Linked DNA regions of Mus musculus: region 1 is linked to region 2. The links are chromatin contacts, called in public Hi-C maps. All regions are on one chromosome and are shown on one strand. The core of a region is the stretch at or near the end of the contact, and the rest is flanking DNA. Distances in the headings are between cores, read along the strand shown.

The links. A called contact is a pair of places that touch in the nucleus more often than the background predicts.
Region 1: a Hi-C map of liver shows a contact between it and region 2, with 5 times the contacts expected there. The contact joins two enhancer-like sites. A contact is called at or near these places in 1 of 484 Hi-C or Micro-C datasets (liver) and 4 of 115 datasets of contacts at active chromatin or transcription factors (the SCID.adh cell line, embryonic stem cells and hepatocytes).

What each region holds. Positions count from the first base shown.
Region 1 is chr16:23,331,313-23,337,000 of GRCm38.p6, forward strand. All of the region lies in intron 5 of St6gal1 (beta galactoside alpha 2,6 sialyltransferase 1), which reads left to right. Among named protein-coding and RNA genes, the nearest start is that of Gm30814, 7.5 kb to the left of the region's middle. Within about 2 kb of position 3,084, at least 13 of the 459 cell types and tissues checked have an H3K27ac peak or open chromatin away from gene starts, as enhancers often do. A contact at or near this core is called in hepatocytes and liver, where this site is marked.
Region 2 is chr16:23,188,387-23,194,211 of GRCm38.p6, forward strand. It overlaps C730014E05Rik (RIKEN cDNA C730014E05 gene), which reads left to right. Exons shown (of 3, transcript NR_155420.1): 2 at 5,113-5,181. Among named protein-coding and RNA genes, the nearest start is that of C730014E05Rik, 16 kb to the left of the region's middle. Within about 2 kb of position 3,360, at least 2 of the 459 cell types and tissues checked have an H3K27ac peak or open chromatin away from gene starts, as enhancers often do. A contact at or near this core is called in hepatocytes and liver, where this site is marked.

The DNA of each region.
Region 1 (5,688 bases), core at 1,834-4,333, 140 kb after region 2:
GACTGAAAGAACTAAATGGCTATTGCAGGGGTGTTCATAGGTTTATGAAGGCCTACGACGGGGAAATTGATAGAAATGTAAGGGGCAAGATATCAGTGTTAGGCTTCAGGGTCAGAACTGAGCTATAGAGTCTAGTGGAGCTGTATAGACAAAAGGGCAGGAGCAGGTCAAGATGAATGAACAGGCAGGTGGGCAGGTCTGGGTGGGAGAAGAGAATGTAGGTAGATGGTAATTCTGTTAGACTATCAAAAGCAGGACTAAACCAAGCTGAACCCTGGAGAACAATGGCGAGATCTGCCAGTTGGTCCTTTGACATGCATACTAGGGTGGTCAGCAGCTGACAGGTTGCTGGGGGTCACTGCCACTGTAGTTTTAAGTGTTTGCCTCGCTATGATCTAGTGTATCCAGTAAGTTTTCTGGTCTGATTTACCTGATATGCCTTTAAGATACCTATGTTATGCCCTTCCTTCTCAATTCACTCTGATAAATTGACAGGGTGGCACCCTTCCTACTCCCAGGAATAAATCGTTCATCAGTCTGTGCATGTGAGTGGTGCCGGACATGTCCACACTGGTACAGAGTCATCCTCCCTCCTCAAGATGGTGTCAAAACCTCCTTGAGAATGGATTCTCTCAGGATGGCACAGACTGATAGACCACTGTTTTACACAATGCAGGGTAACTTGGAGCAGGGCACTGGCGTTTCTATTCTTTTCATGGTGTAGATGAGATGGAGCTGAGTAAATTTAAAAACCAACACAGGTAGAAAGGAAGCCTCTGGGGAGGTGCCCAGGAGGAAGCCCCCCCCAAGCCTGTCTCCCTCCTAGACCACCACTGTGACCAGTAGAGATGACACTATTTTGGGACTTATAGGTCTTAGGTGACTTAGAGCTTCAGGTTTAAATGGGAAACTGGTTAATTTGGGTCAATCTGTGCTGTTAGCATCTATAAGCCCCCACTTCCCATTCTTAACTCCAGGACACGGCAGCTGTGTACACAGTCCTAGATTAGTCTAGATAGAGATCAGGTCTTGCTAATTGCTGTTTGTTATCACAGGGATAAAAGCTCAGAGTAGATGGCCAAGGTCATCACTACACTTCCTCCTTATTGTTAAAAGCAGCTTCCTCTCTGGCAAAGATTTTAAAGCCCAGATCTCCCCCTCTTTACCCTTTTAGGAGACAGATATTGAAAACTAGTTCATTTAAAACAGCATAACGGGACATTTGACTTCGTTTTATTATTACTACAAATACATGAGACATTCAGTTTACAAGGAGAAAATGCTGGGGCTAGAGAGAAGACTCACTGGTTAGCAGTGTGCACTGGTCCAGTAGAGGACCCGAGTTGGGTCCCCAGCATCTATGCCAAGTGGCTCACAAGGGTCATCTTAGAAGACGCTGAGCTCTGAGGGCTCTAGTGCTCATGCACACACACCTCTAGATGCAATTTAAAATGATAATAAATCTTAAGAACAAGAAAATATTTACTTTGGCTCCCAGTTACATGAGAGCCTGTGCTGAGACAGCACGCCATTGCTCACTTTGTGTACGGGACTAGAGAAAGGGGAAGTCCAAGTGCTCTCTTCCAAGACTCGTTCCTAACAAACAAAGGCATCTCACTGGGCTATCCCACCCTTCAATGTTAGTCATAGGCAGGGAGGAGATTCTGGCAATGGAACACTCATCAGAAGCATCTTGTTAACTGACCCAGCCGAAGAGAAAGGGAACTGGACTGGTTCGCATCAGCTTCCAGCAAGCCCAGGCCTTGAAGTCATTTGGAACAGTTTGTCCACAGCTGATTTCTAGGTGGTATCTGTCAGCAAGGTGGAAATCTGCTAAATCAGATATAGACTAGGGATAGAAGTTAAAGTCAAGAAACTTAAAGGAAAAAAATATTACATTTGTAGCTTTCAGGACCCTAGTCCTGGTGGTTAGGGGAGGAATCCCAAAGTGGGGGGGAGTTGAGTTGGGGAGGGAGTGATATAGGCACAGACAACTAGGGTGTACTTATCTAGAGTCTGTTTGATCTGTGAGAGGTAGATCCAAAACGGAACGACTTCCACAACTCCCTGAAGTATTTTTGATTTTTTTTTTTAGTTTAAAAAAAGAGATAAAAATTTTAGATTTGATAGCGTTATCATTGTTCACAATCCGCACTGAAATCCACATTGTAGAAAAAGCAGCTAATTCTGTAAACAGAGTAGAAGCATGCTTATGAGCTAGCAGAAGCGATGGGTTTGCCTTAAAAAGTATGGACATTTGCTTCTCTGTCCAGAGGGCTGGGTACCCAGATTGAGCCGAGATGGTTTTAGCCCGGTCAGAAGCAGACAACCAAAGGAAACGTCAGATCTTGAGCTTGTGACTAGTAATGGTAATCCGTGCTTTACCAGTTTATCAGAATTCCGTTAATCGATGTTAGAACTCTGAACTTCTGAGATCTTAGTATAACAACAACATCATAGAAGGGGACGGAAATTTGAAACATTTTGTATTCTCTCATTTTTTTCATATATCTTAAATAACTTCCTAAGGCCTTCAGAACTTACACAATATTTTACATCCACAGAAGTTGCTTTCTTAGACCCCTGTAACTTACATAGACTTCACATCCCTTTCTTTCCGATATAAATCATTTGACAGAGACATAAGTAGTTATTACTGAGAGCTGTGACTGCAGATGGTAAAGGGGGGAAGGGGATGTTGATATCATTAGACTACTTCCTGCTGATTGGGGCACCAAGTTCCTTGGGGCATGTCTAATCTTCATTGTCAGGATATCTCCAACCAGCCAATAGCAGCAGCAAGGGCAGCAGCTGCTGCCACCTCTCTTGGGGCTGAATATCCGAATTGGTATTCTTTTAGTATCAGAATAAAACTTTGAGTCATAAATACAGTTCACAGGGACACTGGGAACTTACTTCCCCAGGCCTTCCATGGCGCACCATTACAGATTGTCACAGTTCCTTAGGTGACTCTTATCTAAATAGCTAACGATTAACAAAGTTGGCACAGACTAAGAGACTAGGCGTCCATTCTTTGGTCAGTCTCTGTCAGCCTGGATAGTCCCTGGTTAGGAAGACATTCCATGGTCTCTTTGCCAGACTGCTTAGGTCACTGACTTACTGCATCCCATGATAGGAATATTCTAGGTTCCTCTGTTTGGTGCTGATAGCTGCAGCTCTAATTCGTTAGCCATTCATTCATTCATTACTTATTTATTTGAAGATTACATATTAATAAACTGGGCCGTGGTGGAGGACATTTTTAATCCCAGTACTTGGAGGGCAGAAGCAGGCAGATCTGTGTGAATCTGAGTCCAGCCTGGTCTACAAAGCGAGTTCCAGGTCAGCCAGGGCTGTTACACAAAGAAACCCTGTCTTAAAAAAACCAACCAAACAACCAAACAAACAAAACAAAATGAAAACAAACAAACAAAACCAAAAAAAATCCCCAAAGAGCATATTAGTCGACATCTAATATAAAGCATTTTAGAAACTTAAAATATGGGCTGGTGAGATGGCTCAGTGGGTAAGAGCACCCGACTGCTCTTCCAAAGGTCCAGAGTTCAAATCCCAGCAACCACATGGTGGCTCACAACCATCCGCAACAAGATCTGACTCCCTCTTCTGGAGTGTCTGAAGACAGCTACAGTGTACTTAATATATACTGATGAGTGTTCCATTGCCAGAATCTCCTCCCTGCCTATGACTAACATTGAAGGGTGGGATAGCCCAGTGAGATGCCTTTGTATATTAAGTATTAATATATATTAATAAATAAATCTTTAAAAAAAAAGAAACTTAAAATATCTCATAGCCTTATAAATGTAAATATTTAAAGGAAATATCTAACTTTTTAATTTAAAGTTTCAAAACTCCTAAATTTCCCTTTTAAAAAAAGTTAAAAATCTGTCTATTGTAAACTCCAATAATATATATATATATAAATACTCTATTTTATTGTAAGAGAGACAAAACAGGGCACAGCCACAGTGGGGACAAAGCAAAACCAAACTCCAACAGTGCAAACAACTCAATGTTCAGTGTCTGGGATTCACTCATCTGGGCTTCCCCTAAGGGCTTGGGTCCCCTCTGTGGCCCCACCCTGGGCAGCACACACAGACAGGCACACACAGCAGGTCTCCTAGGCTCCAGCTGGCTCTGTTTCTGGCTGCCTCCATCCCGATGGGGGACAGCAGCTAAGATGGCAACAGACAAGCCACATGTTGCTTATAGCCCAAGATGGCATCATACCATATGGTTCCTTTAAGGTTACCTATGTATAGATTTTTAACTGTCAACCTCTCATGTTACAAATTTTAAGTTAACTTTTTTTTTTGTTACAGATTTTACAGATTTTTAACCATACCCAGTAAACATACAAATTTTGAGGTACAGAAAGTTTACATAATGAATAGTCTTACAGATCTTGAGCTAAGGTTTACATCTTAGCAAAAGTTTTAGGCAGTTAAATGAAACCAATAATCTAATTCCTGTTGTTGTTTTGCTTTGCTCTCCCATCTCTGTCACAAAGTCAAGTGGCCTGTCTGACAGAGGACAATTGGAGGTTACCCAAGCATGCTTGGGTCTACAGGAGGGAGAGTCATAGCCCACTCCAGAGTCAACTTTTCAATAAAGTAGAGCAACATTAAACAACTTTAATATTATCCATACCCAAAAGATATTTGAATCCCTGCCAAACTGAATCCAGTGACAGGAAAGCTTAAAGATAAGAAATGCAGAGCCCTGGCCATCAAAGCCATTGAGGCAAGTGGCATTGGTGGTGACTGGTGTTTCCAGAGACAGCAAAAACAAAGCCAGCAGCACACACAGAACACAGACTGGTCACACACTCAGAGGAGGTCAGAAGCAAAACAGAGCATGGACTGGCAACCATCATTTATACATACATCTGAGCCAGATGTATCACATTTCCCCCTATATCCCAGATGTGCACACCAGAAAACACAGAGTGCACACACACACACACACACACACACACACACAACAGACAGGCAGACAAAACTTTATGACCTTTAACTGGGCTCAACCAATTTCCATTTTGACTCCCAGTATATGAACAACAAGAACCAGGTGGGTGGATAACGTTTTGCATTTTGCCTTGGATAGGAGGCCATTAGGTCCTGTTGAACCCTTCCTCGTCCTATATTGGGATCTGAACAGATTCGATGTCACAGCAAATTACTATGACTTACCAGAGGAGGCCTCTGGTAGGTGGTTACTGCTTTTCTCAGGATGGCAGTTGGAATCTTGGAGCATCTCTGTGCACACCTTCTGAGGGGACCTTTCAGCCCTGGAGTCCTGGAGTGTAGGCCTGACTTTAGAATTTGGGTATGATCTTCCTGGGGGCCTCCAGAAAATGCTAACTCCATTAGGTGAGAATAACAATATATCCACAATTTTTGAGTCACAGTTAAAGCAACCTTTATTAAATTCTGGCCATGATAATGGGTCTCAATCAGGTCCATACCCAGGATTCCCATTGTATGGCCACAAAGTACATTATTCATCAGGAGCTTATAAAGGTTTAAATCCACAAGGCTACCCACTTCCCACCTTTGTCCAATCAGTGGCAAGCATACATCCTGAATGTGGTCAAGCATAGTCTGTGCTGTTGGGACAACCAAATTGTTTACAGAAGCAATTATTAACTTAAATGAACAAGAGAGC
Region 2 (5,825 bases), core at 2,110-4,609:
GGTTTATCACAGCAATACTCCAGGTCTTGGTACCAATTTCTATCTTAGGGTTTTATTGTGAAGAGATACCATGACTAAGGCAACTCTTTTTTTTTTTTTTTTTTTTTTTTTGTTTTTTGTTTTTTGTTTTGTTTGGTTTGTGTTTTTTTGGTTTTTCAAGACAGGGTTTCTCTGTATAGCCCTGGCTGTCCTGGAACTCACTTTATAGACCAGGCTGGCCTTGAACTCAGAAATCTGCCTGCCTCTGCCTCCCCACTGCTGGGATTAAAGGTGTGAGCCACCATGCCTGGTGACTAAGGCAACTCTTAAAAAGAACAACATTTAATTGGGGATGGCTTACAGGTTCTGAGGTTCAGTCCATTATCATCATAACAGGAAGCATGGCAGTGTGCAAGCAGGCATGGCATTGGAGGAGACTAACTCTTCTATAGTGGGCAGACCTTTAAAACCCACCTCCACAGTGGCACACTTGCTCCAACAAGGTCACACCTCCTAACAGTGCCACCCACTCTGGGCCAAGCATATACAAACCACCACAGTCCATAGACTCATGTGTTTGAACAAGTCTATGTGGGTCAGAGAGTGGAATGTGGTGGTTTGAATATGCTTGGCATAGAGAGTGGCACTCTTAGGAGGTATGGTCTTAGTGGAGTAGGTGTGGCCTTGTTTGAGGAAGTGTGTCATTGTTGGGGTGTTCTTTGAGACCCTCCTCCAAGTTGTCTGGAAGACTGCCTTTAGATCAAGACGTAGAACTCTCAGCTCCTCCAACCCCATGTCTGCCTGGACATTGCCATGCTTCCCACCGTGATGACACTGGACGGAACCTCTGAACCTGTAAGCCATCCCCAATTAAACATTGTCTTTATAAGAATTGCTGTGCTCATGGTATCTTTTCACAGCAATGAAACCCAACTAAGATATTTACTAAAGATTTCTATGCTGTTTCCTTTTCATAATGAGGAATGAACACATAAACACACACATACATAATCCCAACAAACAATGATATTCAAGATCTTGGTTTATTGAAATATATCTTATGTATGGTTATGTATATAAACTACACGTGTTCATGTGATTGCATTTTATTTGTACATCATGTACTTCTTGCCAAATTGGCAAGAATACATGTAACACAGTAAGTGTTCATGTAAACTAAAGTAAACTTGGCTCAGTTTCATTTTGGTTCATAATAACACTAAGATTTTAAGGATCCAAATAATGATAAAAAACAAAAGTATATTTAATCAATATGATTTAAGCAATAGGATGGCATGGATTAAATAAAAATGGCTAACAAGCCTAAATATTTCTTTCAGACAAATTTCAGTTTTTAACATCTGAAAAATTTTAATTGCTTAATTTACTTATTTTATGTAGATGAATACATTGTTGCTCTCTTTAGGCACACCAGAGGAGGGCACCAGATCCCATGACAGATGATTGTGAGTCACCATGTGGTTTCTGGGGATTGAACTCAGGACCTCTGGAAAAGCAGTCGGTGCTCTTAAGCACTGAACCATCTCTCCAGCCCACAACTGAAAAATTTTAAATCTTCTTTTAAGGAGAAATTGTACATAGTCATACAATTCTGGTCAAAATATTATCTCTTTGATCCTTATCCCAATTCTGGTTCTATACCATGGTCCTTATTGCTTGAGGGTATAAACTATTAAATAATTACTACTACTTTTGCCTGTTAGACAACAGCACTTGTTTCAATTAGGGTTACTATTGCTGTGATGAAACACCATGACCAAAAGCAACTTGGTGAGCGAAGGATTTGTTTCACTCACAGTTCCATGTAACAGTTCACCATCAAAAGCAGTGAGGACAGGAATTCAAACAGGGCAGGAACCTGGAGGCAGGACCTGAAAAAGAGGCCATGGAGGGGTGCTGCTTACTGGCTTGCTCCACATGCCTTGCTTAGCCTGCTTTCTTATAGAACCCAGGACCACCAGCCCAGGGATGGCATCACCCACAATAGTCTGGACCATCCCATGTCAATCACTAACTAAGAAAATGCCCTACAGCCTGATCTTATGGAGGCAGTTTTTAAATTAAGGTTCCTTCTTTTAAGATTTCTCTAGCCTGTGTTAAGTTGACACAAAGCAATCCAGCACAGCCCCACCTTGAGATAAAGAGGATAGCTTATGTCTGTGTTTTTGGATATGGTGAATATATGCCATACACACACACACACACACACACACACACACACACACACACACACTACATTTGAAGATTTTTTAACCACTACTGCTTCTTTAAAAACAAACAAACAGATGAGTTTTTCAAGATCCTCATTCTAGCCTGCTTTATGCTAGAAGAAATCTTAAATATTTTTAAAATGTCATTTTACAAACCTACATTGAGGCTTATGGAGACATCTTAGACTTTACAGATCATCTTAACATATTACACCATAATAACGCACACACACACACATTTAAAAGTATACATCTCTATTTTTTAATTAAAATAATAATAATAGAGTCATAAATGCCAGTTCTGCCCTGAATACACTGTTCCACCTTGGATGCTTCAAACATTAATAAGAAATAATTTTTTTTTCTAACAACCATTTCAAAGTACCTGTTTTAATACCTTAATCTCTAACAAGTAATTTAAATTTGGTTAAGAAAACAAAAATTATTAATGTGTTTTACCTATGTTTATAATTGTTGGATATATAAGGTATGATATGTTGTCTATGTTTTAGATGCAGACTTCTTTCAATTAAAATTATTTCATAAAAATTGTTTTGCAAATTTTGTAAAAATAATGTTAGATTAAGGTATATTATAAATGGTTGTTTAAAATATGACTATAACTAAGTTAAAATTAATATAAAGGTTATGAAGTTTGAAAAGGTTAATTCAATACCCTAAGATAAAAATTAATGGTTGAATTTTTCAGCTATGTTTTCTTGAATACTGTTCTTAGTATCCTTTTATTAAATGGACATTTAAAACCTGTGATTAAACATGTATACGCATTGTACAAAGCCTCGGCATTTAAAAAACCTTAAGTATAATATTCATTTTGAGAATGACTACTTCTTATATATTCCTACTAATTTACATAATGCTTGTAAACTCAGTTCTATTGGGCCAATGTTCAAATCTGTTAGACTTTTAACTGCAGTAACTAGAGTTTAAAATAAGTAAGAGTGTCTTCTTTAAAGGATAAAACCCAGGTGTTTCCATCAACTTAAAGGCAAAAGGACATCACATCAAAAACGTCATTCTGGCCACAAGATCTGGACTCTATCCAGGTGCTCCCAACTCACATCGCCTGAGAGCAAGCACATTCACATGGCCTTCAACTCTTACTTTCTTCCCGCCCCCTCTTCTGCAAGACTCTCTGACCGTTGCCCAGATTGATAGAGATGTCCCGTTTAGGGATGTTCCATTCAACAGCCATTTGATCTTAGCACTTTGAGCACTTAGAGTCTGCATGTACAGCTGCCCACTCAAACAAGGAAGCTCCTTTAGTGTCTTCCAAGAGCAGCACTGGTCTGTGAATGTAAGCATAAATCTTTAGAAGGCAGCTTGATAACAGGTCATTTAGCAAAACAACAACAGTACATTCCCTGCCGTGGCCGATGAACTCCCAAAACATGGGCTTTGGGCAAAGTTCATAGCATGAAACATGAATTCCCTCCCACAAGGCAAGCCTCAGACACTGTCAGAAAGTGGTTGGTTACCTCAGTAACAAACAACCAGGCTACTATTTCACCAGTAGGCACACCTTGCTTGGCAGGTTGGTATTCCAGCATGTCGGGCTTGCCAAGGAATAAGGACATTGATGGCGTTTTCTCTTCTAGAGGACTACAAAGCCCCTTCCAGCATGATGAAAGCTTCTTGTATCAGGTTCTGTATTTCTGGCTTTTAATGAAGTTTTCGCTCCATTTTGAATTGATGTTTTTGCAGGAAGAGAGATGTGGATCTAATTTTTCTGCAGGTTGATGTCCAGTTTTGCCTTCAGTATCTGCTCAATAGGTTGTCTTTTCTTCTTGTGTATGTTTTTGATACCTTTGCCAAAATTAAATGACAAGAGCTGTATAGATTTATTTATGGGTGTTCTACCGTGTTGATATACATGTCTGTCTTTGTGTCTTTTTGATTATAGCTCTACAGCATAAGTCGACATCAGGTATTTTGATGTCCCTAGGTTTTTGCTTAGGACTACTTTGGCTCTCTTTTGTATTTCCATGTAATTGTTAGGATTCTTTTTCATAATTATATAAAGAATGTGTTGGGAATTTTGATATAGATTTTACTGAATCTGTAGATTACTTTTATTAATCCTGCTGTTTTCATACTACTAATTCTGCCAATCCAGGATCATGGATAGTCTTTCTGCCATCCAATATTATTTTTCTCTTGTTTCAGTGTTTTTTGTTGTAGAGGTCTCTCACTTCCTTAGTTAGCTTTACTCCTAGGTAGTTTTTTTGATTTAGCTACTGTGAATGGGGTATTTTACTAATTTATTTCTCAGTAGGTTTGTTGATTACATAGAAAATCCATTTATTTATTTATTTGTTTGTTTATTGTGTGTTTGTTTGCCTGCATGTGTATATGTGTACCACAGGTATATGTGTGCCTGGTGCCTACAGAGTCCAGAAGAGGACTGGAATTGGAGTTGAAAATGGTATGAGTCTCCATATGAGTGCTAGGACCTGAACCTGCATCCTCAGCAAGAACAAGTGCTCTCGACTGCTGAGCCATCTATAGCTCCTCTTGTATCTTTTAGTATGTTGATTTTTTTTGTATCTGCAATTTTATTGAAAGTGTCTACCACATCTAAACTATTTCTGGTGGAGTCCGCAGGGTCTTTTCTATTCAGAACATATCACTGAGCTATAAGGATAAGCGTCTTTCTTTTCTATTGGTGTCCCTTTCATATCTGTTGCCTGTCTTATGGGTTGAGCTAAGATTTTAAACACTATGTTGTAAGCGTGGAGAGGACAGACACCTTTTTTTCACCCCAGATTGTTTTGAAAATGCTTTCAGTTTTCCTCACACTAAGTATAACATTGGAATAGATTTGTCACATATAATCTTTATTATTTTGAGTTGTGTTCAACCTGTCCTTAATCTCTTTCAGGACTTATTAATGAAGGGATGTTGAAGTTTATCAAATACCCTTTTCTGTATCTTTCAAGATGATGATGATGTAAGTTTTGTCCTTGAGTTTATTTCTATATAATTGATTTGCGAATGTTGAATGAATCTCCCCTTACTGAGATGAAATTAACCTGTTCATGGCGTATGATCTTGATTTCTCTCGAATTCAATTTGCAAGTATTTTGTTGAGAACTCTTGCATCTATCTGAACCTTACATTCCTTAGCAATTACTGCTTCACTGGAAAAAAAAAGCAGAGAGAAAATTAAAATGTTTCATTTATTTAAAATATCAGAAAGTGATATTTAAAATTTCATTTAGAATAACAAGCAAATAACCTATGGATATACCTCAAGGCCTTGGAAAAACAAGAAAAATCCAAACCCCAAAACAATAGGCATCAGGAAGCAGCAATGATCAGGGTAAGATGACTGAAATGGAGACAGTGCAAAGACAATGCAGAAAGGTTTTTTGGTTTTGTCTTTTTGCTTTTTGTTTGTTTAGTTTTTTTAAAAGAAAAATCAAATAAGATTGACAAACACATGGCTAAACTAATAAAAAGACCCAAATTAATACAATTAGAGGTGAAGGGGGCCAGTCTATTGATTCTAATACAATATGGAGAATCATGAGGATATATCCCAAAGCTTATATTCCCAGACACTGTACAGTATAAAAGAAATAGACTGATTAA